Linked DNA regions of Mus musculus: regions 2 and 3 are each linked to region 1. Evidence: chromatin contacts called from public HiChIP or PLAC-seq data. All regions are on one chromosome and are shown on one strand. Each heading gives the region's core, a stretch centred on a gene start, on an enhancer-like site or on the middle of the called end of the contact. The rest is flanking DNA. Distances are from core to core; before and after follow the strand shown.

Region 1 (3,157 bases), core at 348-2,847:
AGCACAGATCTACATCTCTGGATCTGGGAGGCAAAGAGAGGCAGATTCCCTGGGCTTACTGGTCAACCAATCTATCCAAAGGGGCATTCAGAGACCTTGTCTCAAAGATAAAGATGTAGAACAGTAGAGTAAGACATCTGATATCAAAGTCTGTCCTCTCCATATGCATGCACAGGTATGTGTACCTGCATACATATGCACACACTCATGCATACAGTATACTCTGTGTGTGTGTGTGTGTGTGTGTGTGTGTGTGCGCGCGCGCGCGCGCCTAACTTCAGGCTAAGTTCAAAAAAGTATAAAATAAAGCCATATATAGTTTGGGTTACCTTTCCGTTGCTGTGATAAAACACCATGACCAAGACAAGTTACAAAAGAAAGCATTTAATCTGTTGCTTACAGGTTCGGAGGATTAGAATCCATGATGTCAGAGCAAAGGAACAGTGGCAGGAACAGCTGAGAGTCTAAAAATCACATCCAAGAGGCAAAGAGAGAGGCCCTCACTAGAAACAAAGGGAGAGGACTTTTGAAACCTCAAAGCCCGCCCCCAGTAACTCACCCTTTCCAACAAGGCCACACCTCCTAACACTTCCCAAACATTTCCACCAATTAGAGACCAAGTATGAAAATATATGAGCCTAAGGAAAGCACTCCCATTCAAACTACCAGACATGTATTAAACAATTTAGAGATAGTGGAGGAATCAGAAATAAAAACAAGGAAACAATAATCCCAAAGCTGGGACAGAGGGTCATTCAGGCTAAACACCTATACACACAAGATAATAAAATAAGGTTTTTTTAAAATTTAATAAAAAAGAAAACTCTTTTAGGCCCATAGGAGGTCAGACCAGACACCAAGGATGTAAAGACAGGAGAATTTTTCCCACACTTGAGCCCACACCCAACTCTCTGGCTAGTCCCCAGCCCCCAGCACACCCTTCACTGCAAGGTACCACACTGACCTCCAAGCCTTCCTGAAGGCTTTTAAGAGCAATTCTCAGAAACCACAGTGCAGGGCTGGGCTCCTTCAGTGTCCTCTCAGCAGATGTGTGCCCTCCCTGTCCATCCTGCACATTCCTCCAACCCACTTTATGTCACCGCACCGGCATCACAGGCCCCATCTGTAACTTGTCTCTTTACTAGTTCATTGGACGTAAGTGGATAGAAATGGAGACAATTATACTTGAAATATTCCCTAGAAAGACAGTACCCAACGCCCAGTCATCACTTCGGAAAGACTGGGACAAAGGATTAGGTTCTTGAAAGCTGGGTTTTGAAGGAGAAAGGGATCAATCCTCAGTGGCCCAGATGCTGCTGTTAATGAGAAACATTGGAATTCAAAGGCTGCGTGTGATAACGCAGGTGAAGAAATGCCACCTTAAGAGACTTCTACTTACCAGATCCTGGGGCAGGCAAGGGTGGGGCCAGCTAAGGGCAAGACCAGGTCTGCCCAGCTGCCCCGAAGGCCAGGGTGGGTGGTCCACCCTTCACAAGCTACACCAGGGCTATGAGAGGAGCGTCTCAGTCAGTGTCCCGTTCTATACCTTGACAGTGGCACAAGCCAGAGTTAGTTTTCCCCAGCTGTGGCAGACTCCTACCTCTCAGCAGAGTCTAAAGAAGGGACTTAACCCGTGGTCAGAGGGTAAGGAATGATCTAGTGCCTGGTCAGCTCAGCAAAACTCACAAGTGACAAGGGTGCTGAGAGGCACTGACCACAAGGACCTCCTTCACCGCTCACTTCCTGCCAATCGTCCCTCCTCTCTGCCACCCCGCATTCAGACTAAGTACTGATGGTCACACATGTGCTCCACAGTTGGCTTTGCAGGAAGCAGCGGGGCAGTCTACCGCAACAAACAGCCCCCACCTGGCTGATCTCTCTTATCCAAGATCAGAAAGACGTACCTGGAGGGTGGTGGTCAAAGCCTGCGGATGTCACATGGTGTGAGTGCTTCTATCCCCAGCCTCCAATGGCTCAGCTCAGGGGAACAGACCAAGACCTGGCCTCGCATGGCAGCCATCAACAACAGTGTTTCATTATGAATCACTTGTGCTGGGTTTCTCTTCATTTCCTGGAGAAAGCAGAAGTGGGAAGTCAGCAGATGCCTGCCCTTCCCATCCTTCCCTCCAAGGAGCCAATGACAGAGCTGCTTCACCAATGACTGGCAGGACAACATGGGTTTCACAAAAGCTCCCCTGAGACTGTGTGTTTGGTGATCAAGCAGAGCCAGGTGGGACCTAGGAACAGAAGGGAAAGTACAGCCTGGTGCCCATGTCTGAATTCCGCCTCTGCTGCTTACTAGCTGTGTGCCCAGCAGGCTGGGGTCCGTATGGCTCCTCGTCCTAACCCTCAGCCTCCCAGTCCTAATTTCAAATCCCTAGGAACTAAATCTAAATGCCTTCCCTTCTCTAAATGGTAAGGTATGGGAGCAGGTGTGTGGAATACCAATATGGAAGAATGGCTCTTTCTAAGACCCCAGCAGAGTTCTTAATGTCTCCACAGGATGGAGAAGACTAGATTGGAGCAGAAGCTTAGAGAAAATCAGAAACGTCTTTGTAGATAAGCCAGGCACAGGGGGGACTGGGGGAGACAAAGCCAAGGGTTAGGGGTTGCAGGAGTGTGAGGCTCAGAAACACACAAAGGAGAAAGTGGGGTGTTCTCCTGATGAGGTGACTTCATTCGTGCAGGTGATGTTCTGCCCAGATGACCCACAGGACAATGTGGGTCAGTAGGGGAAAGGGCAGGGTCCAGGCACTTATAAGAGCAGAGAGGAATCTCTGATTGGATGTTGCAGCCTTGTGCCTTTACAATATGCACATTCCCATAACTCCAGCTTTTCCTATGGGGAAAGTTTCACACTCGGGCTCAGCAAACAACTCAGGCCCAGTGCAGAAGCCACCCACCAGGGGAGCAGAGAGACTCCTTCCACAGGTGGGCATTGCCATGTGGAAGGGAAACACCCTTAGGTTTTCCATGGTCAAAGTCATGAACATCAAAAATAATGTTACCCAATGAACAGTGGGCAAGAAAAGAAACACAGGGAACAACTTGATGGCGACTTAAGCGAATGCTGTATCAGAAACAACAGAAGTCAGAAGACAATGGAGGCTCAGTTGACTTTCCTCTATCCATGATAGAACACTGGCTGGCTTGATCT
Region 2 (3,157 bases), core at 206-2,705, 120 kb after region 1:
CTGTGGGCTCAAGGACCTTTGGGCTTCCAACAACAAGAAACCTGCAGAACCCCAAGGTATTACAAAGCATCACAGGCCAAAAGCGGTGCAAGAAGATGCAGGCCAAAGTAGCTCTTATGACAGATGATTCACGAGTGGGCTGGTTCATTGTGAGGGCAGAGCCTTCTGGACCTGACTGTTTCTTTTAACACTCCACAATGTGTGTGTGTGTGTGTGTGTGTGTGTGTGTGTGTGTGTGTGTGTGTGTGTGTGTGTGTGCTTCAGCTGTGAGGTTTAAGGGCTTGGTCTCTGACCCCTTTCCCAGCACAGAAACGATTGCCTGGCTGAGCACCCAATTTGTGGGGCTCTCAGATCTGCTCATTTCTGCTGTTACTGCTTCTGTTATACACAGCTCCTCCTAGGACCTCAGGAGGAAGCAGGTTGGTACTGAGGTCACTCTGGAAAAGCAGAAGAGGTGGGTAAGGGACCCCCTTGTGCTCCAAGCACTGCACATCCCTGTGCAGAGAGAATTCAACACCGGTGCTGATGGAGGCCCTGGGGTGGCTCTCCTTCCTACCCTCTTTCCAGAGGCTCTGAAGTCTTGAGACTTCCTACCAACCTAGTCCCAGGGACTCAGGAGATTTTGGCTACAGCTAGAAATATTCCACTCCCTTTATAGCCTGTTAAGGTGTGGCGCCCAGGGATGTTAGGTGAACCACCCGAGGTCAAACAGCTGGCAGAAGGGGACCTGTACCTCCGAGGTCAGCCTGCCCTGGGCTGAGCTTTATGTGACTACCGTTTCCAACAGAGGCTCCGGACAGGGGCCTTGTGGCTAGAAAAGGAATAGTAATGATAAAGTTGAGGTCCAGATGGCAATAAGCACTGGAATTTCCACTGTGACAGAGCTGAGGCAGGAAAATTACCATTTTGAGGCCAGCATGGACAAAGAAGGAAGGAACAAAAGAAGGGAAGGTTGAGTGACCCCACCTGAAACAAGAGCCACCAAGGAGCCTTCTCACTCAAACTCAGTAACCCGTGCTATGGGTCTGATCTTGAGCTGGCCTCCAGAGGCCCTGGTGAAAGCAGGGTACAATCTCTGCCCTTAAAGAATCAGGGGACAATGCTTACCATCCTGATCTTGAGACAAGGTAAATACCTTACTTACTAGGTTGAGGCTAATTACATGGGGACAGAAACAGGAAGTATGGCTGTGAAGGCCCCTGTTGGTATCTCCCAGCACTGAAGCCCGGGGCAGGACAGGAAAACGGACAGAGGCATTGCCAGTGCTATGGCCTGAGCCTGGGATAGCCCCTCGTTCTGCCCTGGGTACCTTCATCGCCCAAGGAGGAAAACTTGACAGCCCTTGGAGATGTGATTGTTCTTAAGATGATCGGCTACTTAAGTTTAATTCATAGAGTCTATTGCAGCCTTCAATCCTGTGGAAAGTGACAGAAAAGAAATGGTGTGAGTGCCACCTAGTGGACAAACTTGTCAATGCAAACACCACTCATGTGCTGCAATCTCCAAGCTAGGTTTCAAAGAGCCAGAGAACCGCATGCACAGTCACCGAGCAAGTCATAAGAGGACAGTGTCACTGGGGGAATGAGTGCAGGGCTCCTATCGCCTGGCTATGGTACGTGGCTCCATGCCCACCTAGTCGGTATATATAACATGCAGGTCACCGCTTACTAAATTCAGGAGAGCAGAAAAGTGTGGTTGCCAGCACTTTTTGTCTTGCTTGGATTGCATAATATGAAGTTTGCATGGGGGGCGGGTGTTGATATGGGGTCTTATTTTTTTGACCAGCCTAAAATTGGTTATGTAGACTCTGCTGACCTCAAACTCATAAGCACTAGGCTTAAAGGCATGAGCCACTACAGCCGGCCTCTGGAGCTTTCATGGTGACCAGGCAAGGAGAACCAAATTAAAACCTGATGCAAATGGGATATTGACTGCAACTTGGCTCAGAGCATCTTTGTCCAAAGTTATACAGACTGTGAAGCCTCTCTGAGATCATTGACCCGAGAGCTGAGAAAGAAGAGAGGAGAGGGGGCCACTGCCGGAACTCTCAGGCTCCCAGAGGAATTATGAGGAAAATAAATTCAATTGACACCTCCTTTTCCATCCATACATCGTAGATTCTTTACATCAGGTTAACTGCTAATTAACTGCTACTGATGTGTGTGTGTGTGTGTGTGTGTGTGTGATAATTTTTGAGACAGGGCACAGACCATGCAATGCCACCAAGGAAGTTAGCTGACTGTAGGGCAGGCATCAGGGTCCTGACCCAGGCAGATGCAATGCAATCAAGCATGTGAGGAGAGAGAGAGAGAGAGAGAGAGAGAGAGAGAGAGAGAGAGAGAGAGAGAGAGAGAACTCTAGATGACTGCAGGTGAAAATACCAGATGGCCTCCTGGACCCAAAATCCATAGTGATTTTCTGAACTCCTAGAAGCTGCACCACAGAAAATGGAGCTCTCTCCTCTTCCCACTGCTGACTTGGGAGAGTAGGACTCAAAAACAGAATTAGCATGACTCCTTCATGATTCATACATGATAGCTGTCGGGTTTCTGAGGTTCTAGACCAGGATATGGGTGCCAGAGAACTAAGTGATTTATTGTGTGTATGCATCCTTTATGTGAAAGCTAAGCTCTTGCCATGCTAATCTCACTAGCCCCAGGGCTAACCTGTGCTAACTCCTTTATTCCAAAGTAGTGGAATTTGATGGATCCCACAATTACAGGTGAGGAACCTCCATTCCAACAAGCTAGAATCCCAGAGCCAGAGGCTGGAAGAGCTACACCCTGAGCTAGCTCAAGGCCAGAACCCTGTCTCTGATTAGCTCTCTGAGGCCCGAAGGAGCTAGGTACCCCCCAAAAAGGTTGCCCTGGGGGGGGGGGGTCTGCATCTTCTATGTAGACTTTTCTCTTACCCCAGCAGTATCCTGGTAAACCTGGTAAACCCGTCCCTGTACACTTGATTTCATGGGGAGTTCTTGGTATTGTGGTTGTCTGGCTCTAGGCCCAGTTTAGGCCTCTCCCTAAACACACAAGAAAGGGTCAAGGAGTGGGGGGTCTGCTTTGGCATACTAGGCTGAGAGTGATAAGGCACTGGGCAGGCCATTCCCCATGAGATAGATGCTCATGAATTAAGTAGCCAGTAAAGCACTGTAACTCCT
Region 3 (3,157 bases), core at 479-2,978, 85 kb before region 1:
TAGATGGTTCTTCACAGGGTCAGGATCCTGTCCAAGACTCTCTCTCTCTCTCTCTCTCTCTGTGTGTGTGTGTGTGTGTGTGTGTGTATGTGTGTAGTATATGTGTATGTGTGTGGTGTGTGTGCATATATATATATATATATATATATATATATATATACTGACATTATACACACACACACACATACACACACACACACACACATAAATATATATGAGTCTTTAACCCGTATGACAGCTTGCAAAGAAGAAATAATGTAAGTTTCATAAACAAGTGTAATGGATCAAGGCATAGCGACACCTGCTTGGAAGCTCAGCACTAAACGGGCTGAGTCAGGATCCTCTTAGAGCATGAGTTCAAAGCCAGCCTGGGTTATATACCAAGACTATCTCAAAAGAATAAGGAGGATCAGAGTGATCAAGACACACCCTAAGGTGATACACATCAGAGACAGCAGGGCTGAACTGTAAACCCAGGTTTCTGTGCTCCAAAGCTATTGTGATTCTCCCACCCCACCCCCCATCCCGGTCTTAATCAGACTAAGAAGGAAGGTGAAACACCAGTATTATTGTGTTTTACTCTCTTACACACATATTCCCGAAGGCCTAGGGGCCAGTCTCTGCTTTACCTCAAAATTGCAGAGCACATGCTGGAAGATACACATGTTAGTGACAGCAGACGGCCTGAAACCCAGCTCCGCTGTGCCAGCCACTGAGAGGATCAACTGGAAAATGCGGTGGTTTAGAAAGGATGTCTTCTTCCGCAGGAGAAAGGCTAAGATCTGGAAAGGTGACATGCACAGTGGGATTCTTTCTCCTGTACTGTTAGTTCCTACAGGGCCCCTGCTCTCAGACCACAACCCCTGTTCTCAGACCACATCCCTTGCTTTCAGACCACACTCCCTGCTCTCAGACCACACCCCCTACCCTCAGACCACACCCCTTGCTCTCAGACCACACCCCATGTTCTCAGACCACCCCCACTGCCCTCAGACCACACCCCCTACTCTCTGGGACTGCCATCCTTCATTCTATGTTCTCACAAGCGACACCCACACCAGTATCTGTGCCCCTTCGTTTTCTGTGCCTGTTTTACTGGGCTTACGAGATGTTACCTCGCGCCTCGTGTCTCTGTGCTTTCCTCGTCTCTTACTGGGTCTATATATCCATTACTGCAGCCTCTCCTCAGTGCTGCAGCACTGTCAGGAAGCCACCACAGGCCCACACCCAGATCACACAGCCTCAGGTCAGGCTGTGTCATTCTATCCTGCCCTAAGGTGAGCACGGGCAGCATCCACTCTAGGATGGAGACGCTGGGACCAAGACTCTTGTTTCTGAAAATACATCTCAGAACTGAGAAAGATGCTTCCCAGAAAGCTTTGCGCCCTCCTGATCTTAGAGATATAAAAACCCAGGCTACCCAGCCCCCTGCTGACATCTGAGCTGCCACCCATCCCTTTGGGACTCAGATCACGGTGTACACAATCCAATTTCCTATTTCTGATTCTGACAAAGTCTACTTTCTGTCCCTGTTCTCCCAAGACACTCCTGTTGGTCTTCCAACATGCCCTCTGAAAGAGATGCTTGTGATCAGCAAATGTGCGACATCTTTTCACCCCATTCTGCTCACTTTTTTTTTGACACATCTGCAATCTGACCTCCTTCTTCCCCCAACTAAGACCTAAGAGCTGGCTCTTCTTCCTGTGGTTCCTCTCAAAGCCATGGCCCTACCAGGCAGGAAGTTACTGGAGGGCAAGATCTGATCTCATCTATTGCAGATAGCCGTGGCAAGGCTGTAAGCACATTTGCAGCAACTTTTGTGAATGGACGCTCTTCTAAGTCCCCTGCATACACACAATTCACACAATCATCCCTATCTGCATGTCGGCTAGTCATCCTGTCCTGTACACGAGAGAACTGTCACAAGGAGGTTAAGAACTCAAAGCAGCTAATGTTAACTGAGCACTGGCTCCTAGTCAGGCTTAGAATCTGAGCCCCATCAATTGTATGAAGTCTTTCCATCCTCATTATAAGCCAAGAGACAAGAGGGATGAAAGCCCAGCTCTTCAGGTGCGGAGACTGAGCAGATGTAAATAATTCTTTCAAAGGTTGAATAACAAGGTAGAAGATGAGGCAGGATTTCAAACCAGTCTGGGTCTATAATACAGACTCTCATCCCCTGTGAGGGAGGCAGAATGGGTCAATCCTAAATGATTCTGGAATCATCAAGGAGAACGCTACAGCAGCAGACTGATAAGCAATCTGGTCTAGACAGAGCTCCTTGTGCTGACTGTCACCAGGCCCTCCTCTGCGATGAACTGTAGGCAGCAGCATGTCTGTCAATGAATCACTCAACAGTCTCCATCTGGGGTGATCAAGGTCATGGGGAATGCAAGGCTTGCTGGGACACTCTTTCCCAGAAGTCACTTCCGACCTACTGGGGCAAAAGAGGCAGGCATATCCTGGGGATGGCACCTCTTTGGGAAGCTACAGGGTCAGCCAGGAGGGCAGGATTACCTGGTACCCACAGATGTGCTGCATCAGGTAATCACACATGGCATTGCTGGTCAGGACCGAGTGCAGGACCTTCATAGCTGCATACATGGTGTGGTCATCTGTTGCCAGGGAGATGAGGCCTAGGAGGATGGCAGGTCCTCCAATGTAGTCCAGGCTGCTGGCAGCAGGGCTGGAATGGAACACCCTTACCCCTGAGGGAGCCAAAGAAGACATGTCATCAGTATGTCCCAGCAGTACTGTGATACAGCACTCCTGGCAGTTGCCTGTATCTATGCCCATGTACAGCCAGAGAAGTCTCATGCAACAGGATAGGCTGGAAAGAGAGACTGGATCTCCAGAAGTCTTGGCAATAGGTCTGCTGCTTTCACTCAGACAATACAACCATGGGTCCTGCTCACAGGCCACACTGAGCTCATCAGCCAGAAGCAGTAATCTGACTGAGTTGTACTCTTTGGTCACTCTCAGGCTGGGCTTGTTCTCAGTCCGGCCCTTCTCACAAGACCTCCCCAGTACAATCCATCTTGTCTCCCACCCCCAGAGGGCTAGAATGCACAAGCCCTCCTCCCCAAAGCAAAGCAGAGTCTAGTGCTTGACCCACCTAACTGGCCCACAGCAACAGCCCCGAGAGTCCGCAGAGGCC

The links. HiChIP or PLAC-seq counts read pairs in DNA pulled down with a chosen protein or histone mark.
Region 2: an H3K4me3 HiChIP or PLAC-seq map of bone marrow-derived macrophages shows a contact between it and region 1, with 2.9 times the contacts expected there. The contact joins the enhancer-like site here to the promoter of Wdfy4 in region 1. A contact is called at or near these places in 2 of 39 promoter capture datasets (neutrophils and pre-B cells), 2 of 484 Hi-C or Micro-C datasets (bone marrow-derived macrophages and neural stem cells), 3 of 115 datasets of contacts at active chromatin or transcription factors (bone marrow-derived macrophages, large pre-B cells and microglia) and 3 of 9 other capture datasets (adipose tissue, liver and pancreatic islet).
Region 3: an H3K4me3 HiChIP or PLAC-seq map of bone marrow-derived macrophages shows a contact between it and region 1, with 2.2 times the contacts expected there. The contact joins the enhancer-like site here to the promoter of Wdfy4 in region 1. A contact is called at or near these places in 3 of 39 promoter capture datasets (the 3T3-L1 cell line, HPC-7-derived erythroid cells and hematopoietic stem and progenitor cells) and 2 of 115 datasets of contacts at active chromatin or transcription factors (bone marrow-derived macrophages and pro-B cells).

What each region holds. Positions count from the first base shown.
Region 1 is chr14:33,183,469-33,186,625 of GRCm38.p6, forward strand. It overlaps Wdfy4 (WD repeat and FYVE domain containing 4), which reads right to left and starts at 1,598. Exons shown (of 59, transcript NM_001146022.2): 1 at 1,400-1,598.
Region 2 is chr14:33,302,191-33,305,347 of GRCm38.p6, forward strand. All of the region lies in intron 4 of Arhgap22 (Rho GTPase activating protein 22), which reads left to right. Among named protein-coding and RNA genes, the nearest start is that of Gm41130, 72 kb to the left of the region's middle. Within about 2 kb of position 1,456, at least 41 of the 459 cell types and tissues checked have an H3K27ac peak or open chromatin away from gene starts, as enhancers often do. A contact at or near this core is called in bone marrow-derived macrophages and microglia, where this site is marked.
Region 3 is chr14:33,098,388-33,101,544 of GRCm38.p6, forward strand. It overlaps Wdfy4 (WD repeat and FYVE domain containing 4), which reads right to left. Exons shown (of 59, transcript NM_001146022.2): 21 at 3,116-3,157; 22 at 2,518-2,708; 23 at 630-782. Among named protein-coding and RNA genes, the nearest start is that of Wdfy4, 85 kb to the right of the region's middle. Within about 2 kb of position 1,729, at least 40 of the 459 cell types and tissues checked have an H3K27ac peak or open chromatin away from gene starts, as enhancers often do. A contact at or near this core is called in bone marrow-derived macrophages, where this site is marked.